Linked DNA regions of Mus musculus: region 2 is linked to region 1. Evidence: chromatin contacts called from public Hi-C data. All regions are on one chromosome and are shown on one strand. The core of a region is the stretch at or near the end of the contact, and the rest is flanking DNA. Distances in the headings are between cores, read along the strand shown.

Evidence for each region. A called contact is a pair of places that touch in the nucleus more often than the background predicts.
Region 2: a contact with region 1 is called in a Hi-C map of liver, with 3 times the contacts expected there. The contact joins two enhancer-like sites. A contact is called at or near these places in 1 of 484 Hi-C or Micro-C datasets (liver), 2 of 115 datasets of contacts at active chromatin or transcription factors (embryonic stem cells and extraembryonic endoderm stem cells) and 3 of 9 other capture datasets (adipose tissue, embryonic stem cells and pancreatic islet).

Annotation. Positions count from the first base shown.
Region 1 is chr5:122,796,955-122,803,509 of GRCm38.p6, forward strand. It overlaps Anapc5 (anaphase-promoting complex subunit 5), which reads right to left. Exons shown (of 17, transcript NM_021505.3): 8 at 5,869-5,950; 9 at 5,176-5,265; 10 at 3,497-3,678; 11 at 2,385-2,520. Among named protein-coding and RNA genes, the nearest start is that of Camkk2, 21 kb to the left of the region's middle. Within about 2 kb of position 3,622, at least 80 of the 459 cell types and tissues checked have an H3K27ac peak or open chromatin away from gene starts, as enhancers often do. A contact at or near this core is called in liver, where this site is marked.
Region 2 is chr5:122,935,408-122,941,962 of GRCm38.p6, forward strand. It overlaps Kdm2b (lysine (K)-specific demethylase 2B), which reads right to left. Exons shown (of 23, transcript NM_001003953.2): 9 at 5,546-5,661. Gm33118 (a long non-coding RNA gene) reads left to right here and starts at 6,252. Exons shown (of 4, transcript XR_003955795.1): 1 at 6,252-6,555. Within about 2 kb of position 3,459, at least 8 of the 459 cell types and tissues checked have an H3K27ac peak or open chromatin away from gene starts, as enhancers often do. A contact at or near this core is called in liver, where this site is marked.

The DNA.
Region 1 (6,555 bases), core at 2,372-4,871:
TCTGTCAGAGAGCAAGGGCGGTACTGAGATGGGCTGTCCAAACTTCAGACTGAGTAAAGAGATTTTGTACATACACACTGCAGTCACTTCCCCTTGAGTCTTAGAAGGAAATAGTACAGGAGGATTGTCGGTCGGTCGGTCGGTCGGTCGGTCGGTCAGTCAGGACAAGAAAGGGGCCGACAACCTTGGAGAAGGGCTTAGTATGTCCTCTGCAGTTATGAATTTAATCCCAAGAACATTAAGAAATGAAAAACTGGTTGTGGTAACGTGAGCTTGTAATCCTAGAACTAAAGAAACACAAAGAGGCGGATCTTCATGGCTTGCTGGCCCAGGCCAGTGAGAAACCCTGTCTCAGAAGGCAATGTAGACAGCACCTACAGAATGACACCCATGGTGCCCTCTGGCCTCAGAGCTGGTTTAGAACTCTACCGTCCTACCTCTGCCTTCTGTGCTTACATACAGAATGGTGCTGAAATTTCTTTAGTGTCTATCTTTTCTCCTGATACCATAGTTAAGTGGCACATTTAGTAAAGAGTTTGGGCCGGGCAGTGGTGGCACATGCCTTTAATGCCAGCACTTGGGAGGCAGAGGCAGGAGGATTTCTGAGTTCAAGGCCAGCCTGGTCTACAAAGTGAGTTCCAGGACAGCCAGGGTTATACAGAGAAACCCTGTCTCGAAAAACCAAAAAAAAAAAAAAAAAAAAAAAAAAAAGGGCTGGTGAGATGGCTCAGTGGGTAAGAGCACCCGACTGCTCTTCTGAAGGTCCAAAGTTCAAATCCCAGCAACCACATGGTGGCTCACAACCATCAGTAACAAGATCTGACTCCCTCTTCTGGAGTGTCTGAAGACAGCTACAGTGTACTTACATATATTAATAAAATAAATCTTTAAAAAAAAGTTTGAGGAGCCCCTGGGACACACACACACACTCTCTCTCTCTCTCTCTCTCTCTCTCTCTCTCTCTCTGCAGGGGAGGAGGGAACACTTGAAGCTCCAGTGCCAAGAAGGAGGAATCAAACAAACAAACAAAAGAGTAACATGAGATTCCTAGAAGACAGCAGAGAGTAAATACAGATGGTTTGCCCTTTGCCCTGGGAAAAGATAAGAGGAACAAACACCTCAGGGAGCGAGCATAGGACGACAGCAGCCAATGGGGACACACAGGTCCCATCAGAGTCCAACCTTCCTGTATTAGTCAGAGAGATCTTTACTGTATAGATGGGGTCTACACCTAACAATGATGGAGACCACAAGAGTGAGGAGAGATACTGGGAGGAAGGAGACTGGCCTAACCCGCAGCTTGTTCTGTGAGAAGAAGACTCAGAGTCCCCATAACTCTTCCAGGAGACCTTTGAGCTAAGGGGTCTCTGAGGCAGCATCAGGACTTTAGCTTCCTATGAAGAGAACTGTGTATAATTATGTGGACAAAAGTCAGGGTCACGTCCAATCCTCACTGTCCTTTGGGCTGGAAACAGAACTGACGTGTACTGGTAGATAGACACTTAAATCCCCTGGACCTCAGAATCTTTTTTTCTTTTTGTTGTTTTGTTGTTGTTGTTTTTCAAGACAGGGTATACCCCTGGCTGTCCATAAACTCACTCTGTAGACCAGGCTGGCCTTGAACTCAGAAATCCGCCTGCCTCTGTCTCCCAAGTGCTGGGACTAAAGGTGTGCGCCACCACGCCCAGCCAGATTCTTATTCTATGGAGCAGGAATAAAACCCACTGAGCTCATGAGGCTACAAAGGATTCAGCAAGCTAACACACACAAAGCATCCAGCGCAGGCGGGCCTGGCTCAGAGCCAAGAGAACGTTTGTTATCACTGTGCTGCCTGGATTAGCCAACTCTCCTCTCCACACACACACAAACATCTCTGCTGCATTAAGTTTCCATCTCCTTTAGTTTACCATTTGGTTTTTGTTTTTGTGACAGGGTCTCTCCAGCCAGGATAGCCCTGGCTGTCTGGGACCTCACTATGTAGACCAGGCTGTCCTCGGGTGCACCACCATACCCAACCTATTCCGCTTCTTGAAAACCAGTAGTCAAGCTCATGTTCCCTTCACCGATGTCAAAACACCCAGTGTTTGACAAATGTGGCATATTCAAACTATCTCCATGGGGGATTTCATTCTTCAGCAACCTACACCAACCAGGCCCACTGAGACATACCCAGTGCTTCTCTCAAGCACGAGGAAGGAAATAGCAGAGCCCCAGTGCCCCAGAAGCACTTCAGGCCCCCATGCTCCACCCTGAAGGTGTGGCCATGATGGGCCAACGAGAGCGCAGGCCTCGGTAGAGACCATGGAGCATGGGCTTCCTTCCAAGCTGCTTTCCTCCGCAGTGCTGCCATAGCAACAGAGCACACACTAACACAACCGACCTACCTGTTCTGCATGGAGCTCTGCAAGATGGCAGAGAGCGACGGCAAAGGACTCAGTATTGTTCTGCTGCACACCCGCATTCAGCGACTCCAGGCTGTTCATGCTCAGCAACATCTGGGCTTGTTGCAGTGCCATGGTGCTGGGTGAGGAGAGGAGGGGACAGGTCCCCCTTTATAAAGGCAGCAGACCCAGGCTGCCCCTGAGCCATGCCCTACAGTTATCCTCAGTGGAGAGGCAAGAAAATTAACCCTTGCGGCTCTGGATGTGTGGAAGCAACTCCTCCCCATGCCAGCTCTCCAGCCCTCAGGCCGAGGAGGCCCCAAGGAAATGTAGAGAAGGTCAACATAGCTGGGAGCACTTGGCACCCAGATCCCCACCCCCACCTCCCCACCCTCGATGTTCCCTGAGGTCACAGGATGCTAATTAGGTTTCACGGGTAAATTCAGACCCGATGCCATCCTGGCACCGGCTGCTCTGGCAATGCAGGCAGTGGCCAGTGTCGGCAGCTGTTTCAGAGCACACCGTGCCAAAAAATTATCTGAAATACAAAAACAAGACTGGTAAAGAGGCGCTCCCTTCATTACGGAATTCCTAGAAACAGCAGGTTGTCTAGGGGATGTGTGAGATTAAGACTGGGCTCCAAGGGAAAGTCTAGTTCAGAAGTTTACTTCCAAACTGCAGGTGGCTGAGTGGAAAACAGACAGTGGCTGCAGCTGTCCAGAGAAGCAACCTCGTCTACACAAGCAGCTGTGGGGAGGGGCACTGGACTTGCACAAGGAGGCCATGCAGCATGCGAACAGGAAGGGGGGCTCTTAGCTCAGGGTCAGGTGATTGAGGTGTGAGTGCCAGCTGGTCACTGCTCAAGTATACCCATGAGCTAGAGAGGAAATGTGCGAACCAGAGGAGAGATCACCCAGCGGTTGGTTAAACACAGAGCAGCCGGGGACAGTGAACTGTGAACATGGGGAAGACTCTGCTCAAGTTCATGCAGACTACAAAATGTCTCCAGATGGTGAAGCGTTTTCTCTAACCCCTCGGTGACCATTTCCATAGCGCCTGCTTCTCTCTAAAGGCTCCACACCTCCGTGGCTCTGGCAGGCTGCCTGGAGACCTACCTGCGGCCGTACAGCCTCCAGATGGCCGTTTTCTGTGCAATGCTGATATCGATAAGTTCTGACAGGCTGTGTTTCCAGTGCAGGAGGTCAGAGTCCTTTAGGGCATCCATCAGTTTGTTGGCCGTCTTCCCAGCAAAAGCTCTCTGTTGAACAAGGGACTGTATTCCCAGGGAGGCGAGGTACTAAGGGGACAGATATACCCACGACCCAAGATAGAGATTACATGACAGAATTTGTTTTGCTCTTCAGAAATGTGGTGGATTTCACATTTCAGCACATGCACAGTGACAGCTCTACTTAAAGAACCTATGACCTGACCTCAGCCCTGACCCATGAGAGCTATGTTCCTGAAACGCTAGGGCTGAAAGAGAAGCAGAGGGTACATGGCAAAGAGCCAGACCTTCAGCATTAGGTAACCTGGACTTAGACACTGCCTCTGCTACTTACTGTGTGACTTAGGGCCAGTCACTTAGCTTCTTAGCTAAGCCTCAGCTTCCTCATCTGTAAAATGGGCATCAAACCTATCATAGAGAACCGTGGTAAGGATTACAATGAGATAATAGAGCAAACAGTGCTTGCATATTAGGTAACAGGACATAAAGGGAAGGACGCCTGTCATGAGCAACAAGTTCTCTTCTTAGCTTCTGTCTGGGATTCTCCTCGAGGGTAAGAAGCCCATCTAAACAAGCCGTTTAAATCCACAGCTAGAGTATCTTTATCAGTCTATAAAGAGCCACTTCAATTCAGTCCATGTGTTTCTTTCCTTTCCCAGAAGAAAGCACACAGGTAATGCACAGACTGAACAAACATTACTGTAAGTTGTTCTCAATCTTGCTGCAAACTTCCAGAGAATGGGCGGAAGAGATCTTATGGTCTATGGTCACGGATTCAGCAGAGGCTGAGACAGAATAATGTTCTTCCAATAGCAGTCTACACCCCAAAGCCAGTCCTACTTTCTGCACACGGACCACGCCCTTAGCACGGCTTCTGTGTCACTGAAGTAACAACTCAGCCTCTTCCTGTCATGCAGAATGAGAGGAACAGGTCTTCCCGTCAGGCTTACGAGTTAAAACAAGGGTCAGCAAACTTTTTAGCAAGGGTGAGAGCAGATTTCATGTTGCAGGCCACACTGGTCTCTGCTCAGTTGTGGCTGTTCTCCGGCTCCGTCCATCTAAACATGTAAATGTTTTTTGGCTCAACAGCTGTATGCAGACGAACAGAGCACCAGACTTAATACACAAGCTGTAGTTTGCCAACCCCTGGTTTAACTTCAGCGTTCCCAGGGCTGGAGATGTAGCTCAGTGGCACAGCACTTGCCTAGCGTGTATGAGGTGCTGAGTTCTATCCCCAGTACTAGAAAAGAAGAAAAAAGCCCATTTCTACAAATTGCCTAAGTGCAAATGTACTAAGTGTTGCTCAATAAATTAAACAAAGATCTCTTATCAAGTCGATAAGTGGAGCTCTCACAGATGTTATTAGGACAAAGGGAATAGAGAGAAACCTACCCAACAGAATTTAGTGGTGTGATTAATAATTAAAGTCAGAAAACAACCAACAACGAGACCACACGTAGGAATACCCACTCTAAGTCTCGCCGGTTCATGACAAAGGTGGGCAGAAGAAGAGACAACGGCTCAACACCACTAATTGTAACAATCTCACAGAAAGATGAGCCTTACCGGTAACCCAAAATGTACTGCTTTCTTCACAGAGTGCTCCAGCAGAACATAGCTATCGGCTCTCTTCTGCCCCAGCACATAAAGCCAGCTCTGGCAAGAGAACCATCAAAGGCGTCATAACAATGGCAATGGCGGATCTCCAGTGAAATAGCAATGTGGACATAAGGAAGCATTTTAAAGGGACAAGATAAACCCTCTACAATACTGTGCTATGAAACCCGTTAGGCATATTAAAAGCTTTATCGAAGCCAGACTGAGATAAACAAGCAATTGGTCGGCATTCTCTGACAGCCCTGAGTGGTAGACATGTCAGAAGGAAGCATAAAGCCCCCGTCCGGCATTGAACTGAGCTGAGAGTCACGGGTGATTGAGTGCCTCTCCACCCTCTCTATACTTGGTAACTGTTTGCTACACCAGTATCTCACCCAGTTCCCAGGAAAGTACATCATCTCACGCATGCCAACGTCAATGTCATGCTGGAGAGATACAAAGTGCTCCAAGCAGAACAAATGCCACAAATTAAGAAAACTATATGACTGTGGGGCTCCCTGTGAGTCCTTGTGTCCACCTACATAATTTACCCTCACTGCTAAGGACCTTTGATCCCACTGCAAAACCACCTGATTGAAACTGGGCCTTCGGGAGGCCAACTCAACCCCTGAGCAAAATCCCAAGACCAGAGGACGGCCTCACCAAACAGTGCTGCAGACACACGTGATCGTTGGACTCCTGGGCAATCCTAATTGCCTCCTGCAGGGCGAGCTCTGCCTGTTGACTAATGACAGACTAAACATTAATATCCCATTAACAATCACAAACATGCAAGCATCGGTAGCAGAAAGTCATCTGCACGCAGTTCGTCATGGGCAGGCCTCTAGCTACAGCTGCAGCTATTTAGGGACTGCTTTCTCTGAGGCTGCCCCAACCGCAGGCCCCTCTGGGGGAATGTCTAGTAAAGGCAATGGCTTCCCTTGCTGCCTCTAAAATGTTTGCTTCAGCTCTCCAATGCCAAGAAGACAGAAAGGAAAGGACTAATAATTTACTTTTCTCTATTTTCTGCATTGTTTAAAACAAAACAAAACAACAAAACGCAACCCACTATGTACAGTTGCTATTTTATCATTATTAAAACAAATAAACAAACAGATTTCAGAAGCGTTCTGAAGATTCCTATTTTGTTTGGTTTTGGTTTTGTTTTTGTTTTTTTGAGACAGGGTTTCTCTGTGTAGCCCTGGCTCTCTTGGAACTCACTCTGTAAACCAGGCTGGCCTCGAACTCAGAAATCCGCCTGCCTCTGCCTCCCAAGTGCTGGGATTAAAGGTGTGAGCCACCACTGTCTGGTTTGTAGATTCCTATTTCTGGTCATTTTTTTCTCTCCTC
Region 2 (6,555 bases), core at 2,209-4,708, 140 kb after region 1:
AGAGTCCGCTATCCACATATGCCTACAATACCTGCCTGGGGTTCTACTATGGGCTCCAAAGGACACAATTCTCCAGTGAGACCAACATCTTGCCACACAGGGGCTGGGAGGAGGGGTACCTTGGGGTCCTATGGCAAAGTGACAATAGAGGGCCCTCTTGGCTGTTTCTTACAAGTGAGAGATAGTGCATAGACCAACTGTAAAATGTGAGGCCCTGAAGTAAATTCTGATGGGCGTTGGCAGTGTGGGCTCTGCACAGGGACTGGCAATGAAAGGAAGAAAGGAGCTGGAGAGATGGCTCAGCGGTTAAGAGCATTGACTGCCCTTCCAAAGGTCCGGAGTTCAATTCCCAGCAACCACATGGTGGCTCACAACCATCTGTGACGGGATCTGATGCTCTCTTCTGCTGTGTCTGAAGACAGCGACAGTGTACTCACATACATGAAATAAACAAATCTTTAAAAAAAGAAAAAAGAAAGACAAGAGGAATATCCCCACAGATGGCATCAGCATGGAGGACCCTTCTGGAACCTACACTCTTAAAGGGCATGGAAGCAGTAAGGCCTAGGAAAGTGAGCTCATGGCCCACTGTGGGGCGCTCTCCTCCTCCAAACACTCACCATGGGACTACACAGAGTTCTTAGTTTCCAAAGGTATCTGTGAAGGTCAGAGCTCGCTGGCTCCTGACCTCTCTCATCCTTCAGCGAGCACCCCCTAGCCTCAGGTACCCCTTCTATGCTGACAGCATTACATTTCCCTGGCACCTTTTCAGCAACATCAAATATGAACCCACCAGATTCCTGGGCGACCTTAAATGTGGTTTCCCTGTATTCTCTAAGCGCCCAGCTGGAAAAGACCTCCCCACCTCAGGTACCTCAGCTAACCTCTTGGCTCTCGACCCCTTTTCCCCACAGGTTCCGCCTCCTCCTGCTGTTTCATTTCCCTGCAGTGGTGGATGGGGTGTTGAGGAATGAGATCATGGTCGCAGCATGCTTTTCAGCTCCTTGGGGGAATGCACGGAGGAGGGGGCATATGCTAGCGTTTTCCTTGGCTCCAGCTACTTTCTGAGAAGCCCGGTTTCAGGGTGACTGATCAGTGGCCCCCTGGGTTTACACGGGGGGAGGGGGCTCTTGAGATTGAGGTAGACCTTGACTTCCTAGGATGAAAGGTTTGAGGGGAGGGGCTCAGCCCTGTCCCTATTCCGGAGACGGAGTCAGGAGTCAAAGGATTTTGAAACAAATTGCCAATCCCTAAAATTGCAAGCGGAGGAACCCAGAGCCCCGAGTTCACACCTCCCAACGGTAGATGGGATGTATCAAACACACTTCCAACTCTTTGCTTTCCAAAAAAAAAAATTTGAGACTGTCCACGCCACTGTGCTGTGATGGACACTGTGACACCAGAGAATCCTTCTAGTTGGGGGGTGGGGGGTGGATTTATTTCAGAAGAGGAAGGCAAATCTCCCCTCTTTGTTGCTGAACCCAAGGGAAACTAATTGGGTGAAGACAAATACAAAAGAAATAATTCGACTTGGTTTAGTTTTTTGGTTTTTGTTTTTAGGTGGGGCAGGGGGAGTAATTTACTTTTCTTTCTTTTTTTTTTTTTTCCAAGAGAGGACTGCAGGAAAAATTTTTTGCAAAAAAAATAAACTTACAAACAGGTTGTCGCTTTCTACCCTTCGCCTTCAAAAGGTTCCAGCCACATAGCCTGGGAACATTAAACACACAATTGCTCAATATTATTTGGCGACAAACCTGGAGCCTCATCAAATGGAGTTGTTAAGCCAACTTCCATCCAACACAAAGAACAAGGTAGTTGCAAAGAAGGCCCTGTGCCCAGCCTAGAGTACATGTCGTTCATCAACAGTGGGTCTCAAGGGTCCAACTGGAGTTCCAAAGGCCCATTTAAGTGGCACCTGCCTGGCCTAAGTCATTCATTCCTCAGAGGCATGAGTCACCCAAGAGTTAAACAGCCTCTAGAGGAAAAGCTGAAGAGACAGAACCCCGTGCTCCCGCAATGCCCAGGTCTTAAAAAATTAAGATGCAAGGGTGGGCGGAGGGATCTTAAACTTTGTTGTTCTCCTGGAAAAAAAAAAATCAATGGGGAAAATAAAAGTCCAATGGCGGGAGGGAGGGGAAGGGAGAGGTAAATAGTTGGCGAGGTTTCCAAACAGAGTCACTGGCTGCAAAGGGAGGGGACGCAAGGGGTTGCCGGCATTACCTTTTCTGGGAAAGCTGATTTCACTAGAGCCATTAAGGAAAGAAAAGATAAAGCGTGAGACAGCAGTTTGATGAGCGAGTGAGTGATCATCTGGACCATTCTTCCTACACTCGGTAGCTAAGTGGAGCTAAAAGGGTGTCATGGTGGTGGTGACGCTCGCGGCAGCTTATTCCGGTCCCGCTCTATCACACTCTTCTTCAGAGCGGGAGATTTGGTGTTCTATCCGTTTCCCCAGAGGCCTGAACCTGCCTTCTAAGGGAGGGGCCCTCATGATTCTGGAGAGTAAGTGCCACCTATCCTGTGGCCCAGAAAAAAATGAAACTATTTCCTATGTGGGGGAGACATTTGGGGTTTTAGGTCTAGATAGCCCATCTTGCCGCCACCTAGAGCTACAAAGGCAAATACCTTTTCTAAAGTCAAACCCACAAGCAGGGTGAGGGACTCATACACTGCCTTTTCTCTGGCCAACCTCCTTCGTTTGTTCCCATGCCTCAGAACGCTCTGGGACAAACTATTTTTAAATGCCCATAGTTCTCTTAGAGGAGCTGATAGGGATGGGGAGAATTGAGCTGTATCAGGCTGACAGAGAGTCCTGGCATTTTTATCGGACTTCCAGGACTCCCTCCAGGGCCCTTTGTCTGCTTTTGGCTCCCAAGACATAAACAACTGGGCCTTGCAGCCAAGCCCCTCTCCAAAGACCAGAAATCAAAGCAGATTAAAATGCCTGCTGTTGCCTTCAGCACAGCTGCCTGCCTCCCAGCCATCCCTCCCAAGCCCTCCAGCCAACAACCTGCTTCAGAGAAGGCAGATAGGATCCCCCTTAGAGACTAAGGACCAAGGGCCCTTGCAGGGAGGGAACTGATGTGCATCTTGAAGGGGTGAGACACTTCAGTGTAAACAGCACCATGCCCTGGGAGAGTTGGGGGCGGGTCTATGGGTCTATTACCATGACTCCTGCCTTGAGTGATACCAGTTTGGGGGGGGGGGGCTAGGCTCCTCTCCTGGGAATTATGGACTACGTTGGGGGGGGGGGGGCGAGTAGATGGGGGAAGGAGCAGATGCACTTAGATACACAATCATATTCCCATGGGAGGGGACAGCTACCCAGCAAGTTGCCAAAGTCTTGAGAAGTCCCAGTCTGATTCTGGCTTTCAGGAACTGCCTAGAAAGCCTGGGCCTGACCTCTCCTCTAGAGTGCTGGGTTTCCATCCACACCTGCTGGTCTGCTGCTCACAAACTGGGCTGGTTTTCAGGGCTGACCAAAGAACAGTTGGCTGGAGCCCAGAGCGCATTTGACTCAGACGGAAAAGTGACTATTTGTGCCCAATTAGTGACTTTTCTCCTGCACGTGCTACAGATCTGGCCCCTGTGGACCTTCTTAGATGGGTGACCAGGGGAAGGGGGAAGAAGTCTATGAAATGGGAAGTCTGCATAGGATCTTGGCCCAGGACAATGTAGAGCTGGGTATCCCAAGTCCTAAATGCACAAACGCCCTGGGCATCCTAAACACCTCCTGCTTAGACTCCAGTGTATCGTTAGACTCCAGTGTATCAATCCGTGAAAACGGAGAGCTGAAGACAAGACCAGAAAGATACATTCTGACAAGAGCGGTGTGAGGTATTTCTTTACAGAGGCCAAGCTTGCCAACACTTCTTCAGGGTCAAAAAGCTACCTCTGGGGGCAGCAGTTAAGAACACTGACCGCTCTTCCAGAGGTCCTGAGTTCAATTCCCAGCAGCCATATGGTAGCTCTCAACCATCTGGAATGGGCATCTAATGCCCTCTTCTGGTGTGTCTGAAGACAGCTACAGTGTTACTCACATATATAAAATAAATTTTTAAAAAAGCCTCATCTGAGGCAAATTTCCAGGAGAAATGACATGTGGTTTGTCCATGCCATAGAGTTCTATTCAGTTATGAGATGGGCTGGCTATGGCTACCCAGGGATATACCTTGGAACCATCATGCTGAGTGAAAGAATCCAGATATGAAAGGTCACATATTAAATGATTCCATTCTTAGCAAACTGGCAAATTCACTAAGCCTGGAGGTTCTATCAGGGCTGTCAGGAGTTGGAGAAAGAGAAAAAGAACAATGACTGCTAATGGATATGGGGGTTCCTTGGTGTGTAGATGGGGTACGTGAAACGTGTTAGAACTAAATGGCCACACACTAAAAATACAGAATAGTACCAGGTAGTGGTGGTGCACGCCTTTGATCCCAGCACTTGGGAGGCAGAGGCAGGTGGATTTCTGAGTTCAAGGCCAGCCTGGTCTACAGAGTGAGTTCCAAGACAGCCAGGGATACACAGAAAAAAACCCTGTCTCAAAAAAAATTAAAAAAAATAATAAAAAAAAACAGAATTGTACATCTCAAATGGCAAATTTTTACAGCATGTGAGTTATAGCTAAATTCAAAGAAAAAAAAAAGCTATGATGCCATAAGCTCTTTTTATCCCAGGGCTTCAGTTCCTCACCCTTGAACCTGTCTCACATGCCTGACGACATGGCGTCAGGGCACGGCACTGGAAAGAGGGTGGCCAAGCCCTAGCTAACCATCAAAGATAACTCAGGGAAAACTCCAGAACAAAAGGCACCGTCGACCCTCATTTTGGGAGGGATTTCCTAGCCAAGAAAGCGTGACCTGAGTTGGCAGTGAGGATGGGCACGGGGAAGCCGTGGCCCCAGAGCTCAGAAACAGGACGAGAGACCCGGATACCAGCTTCCTCCCCAACAGACTTCAGTTTCCCAAGGAAACGCTTAGGAGAGATGTGATCTTGGACCAGCCTGGGCCTTTTGCAAAGCCTCCCTATGCCCTGCAAACTACAGCAACCAGAACAACAGAAAGTGCCACACACTTTCTTTCTAGATTAGCAAAGAGGAGAAAGGTCGGGTGTTCCCATTTCCTGCTGTTCTCTCAAGATACACAAACACAGACACTTGTTCAGGTACAGATAGAGAAACAGTGGCTCCATAAAGGGTTGGTTTTGATTTTGTTTTTTTGTTTTTTATTGAGGAAACATATCTCAGACTAGTCCCACCCTATGTAGCCGTGGTTGGCTTTGAACTTCTGATCCTCCTGCCTCTACTTCCCAAGTGCTGAGGTTACAGACATGCACAATCAGGATGCCGAACCTTCTCCACTGAGGATTCTGTCTGCCTACGCCTGAACTTGAACAGAAACTCCAGAGATTTGGGGACAGGTTCTTGGGGATGGTCTGACAGCTTACTGGAGAGACAGAACCAAGGCCCAACCTGAGACCAGGGGCAGGAGTGGGAGGGAACTGAAGAGCGCGGAGAAAGGCCGGGAAAGAAGGTGCCTCTTACCCGGGTCCTGTCCTCGATCTCGTAGATCCGCAGCTGCATGGGCACGTTGAAGCTATGCAGGATGTTCCCGCCGAACACCAGAGAGTCCACAGGCGTATAAACCGCATGGATCCAACCTGAGTGGGGAGGGCAGAGGGAGGGTGAGCCCTGACTCCTCTCATAAGACTGGAGGGAGGGAAAAGATGGAACACAGGAGGGCACAGGGGACACGGATGTGCAAGGACATGTGATGCAGAAACCAAGGCTCCCAGTCAGCCCGAGGGATGCAGCCAACAACCCCTAGAGACCCCCAGCTAACTCAAGGCAGGTGCTGGGATGTGGCAGGCAAGTGCCTGTATTGAAGACCTCAATGATCAAACCTTCCGACTGGGACTTGGCTGGAGCCAGGAACAGATGGCCCTGGTCCCAGCATCATGCTGAGCCAGAAGGTAGGAGGTCCCTCCTGAGCTGTACATCTATCTCTCCTCAGCCTTTTCTTAGTCACTCCTTGGAACACTGGTCCCTGTGGGGCTCATATGGGACAGCTTGGAGGAATGACTATGGAACCTAGGCACATCATGTTTGCATGAAATCCTGCCAGGCCCATTTCCAAGTTCTCTCCTTAGTCAAAGGATGCTTGTACCTCATCCCAGCTTCCCTCACCCATTTTCCTCATGTACTAAGTGCAGTCTGTGGCAGGTATCCCTTCTGCACAATGCACTTTTTTTTTTTTTTTTGGTTTTTGAGACAGGGTTTCTCTGTGTAGCCCTGGCTGTCCTGGAACTCACTCTATAGACCAGGCTGGCCTCCAACTCAGAAATCCGCCTATCTCTGCCTCCTTAGTGCTGGGATTAAAGGCGTGCGCCACCACTGCCCAGCACGATGCAACTTCTTAGCCAGGCTACACTTGTGACCTCCCCAAGTTACTCTCTAAGGGCTTTCCAGGCCTCGGTTTATTAATTCTTATAGAAGCCATCTCTTGGCAACTACAATTTACAGGTGAATTCAGGTGTGTTCAAATGAAATCATCT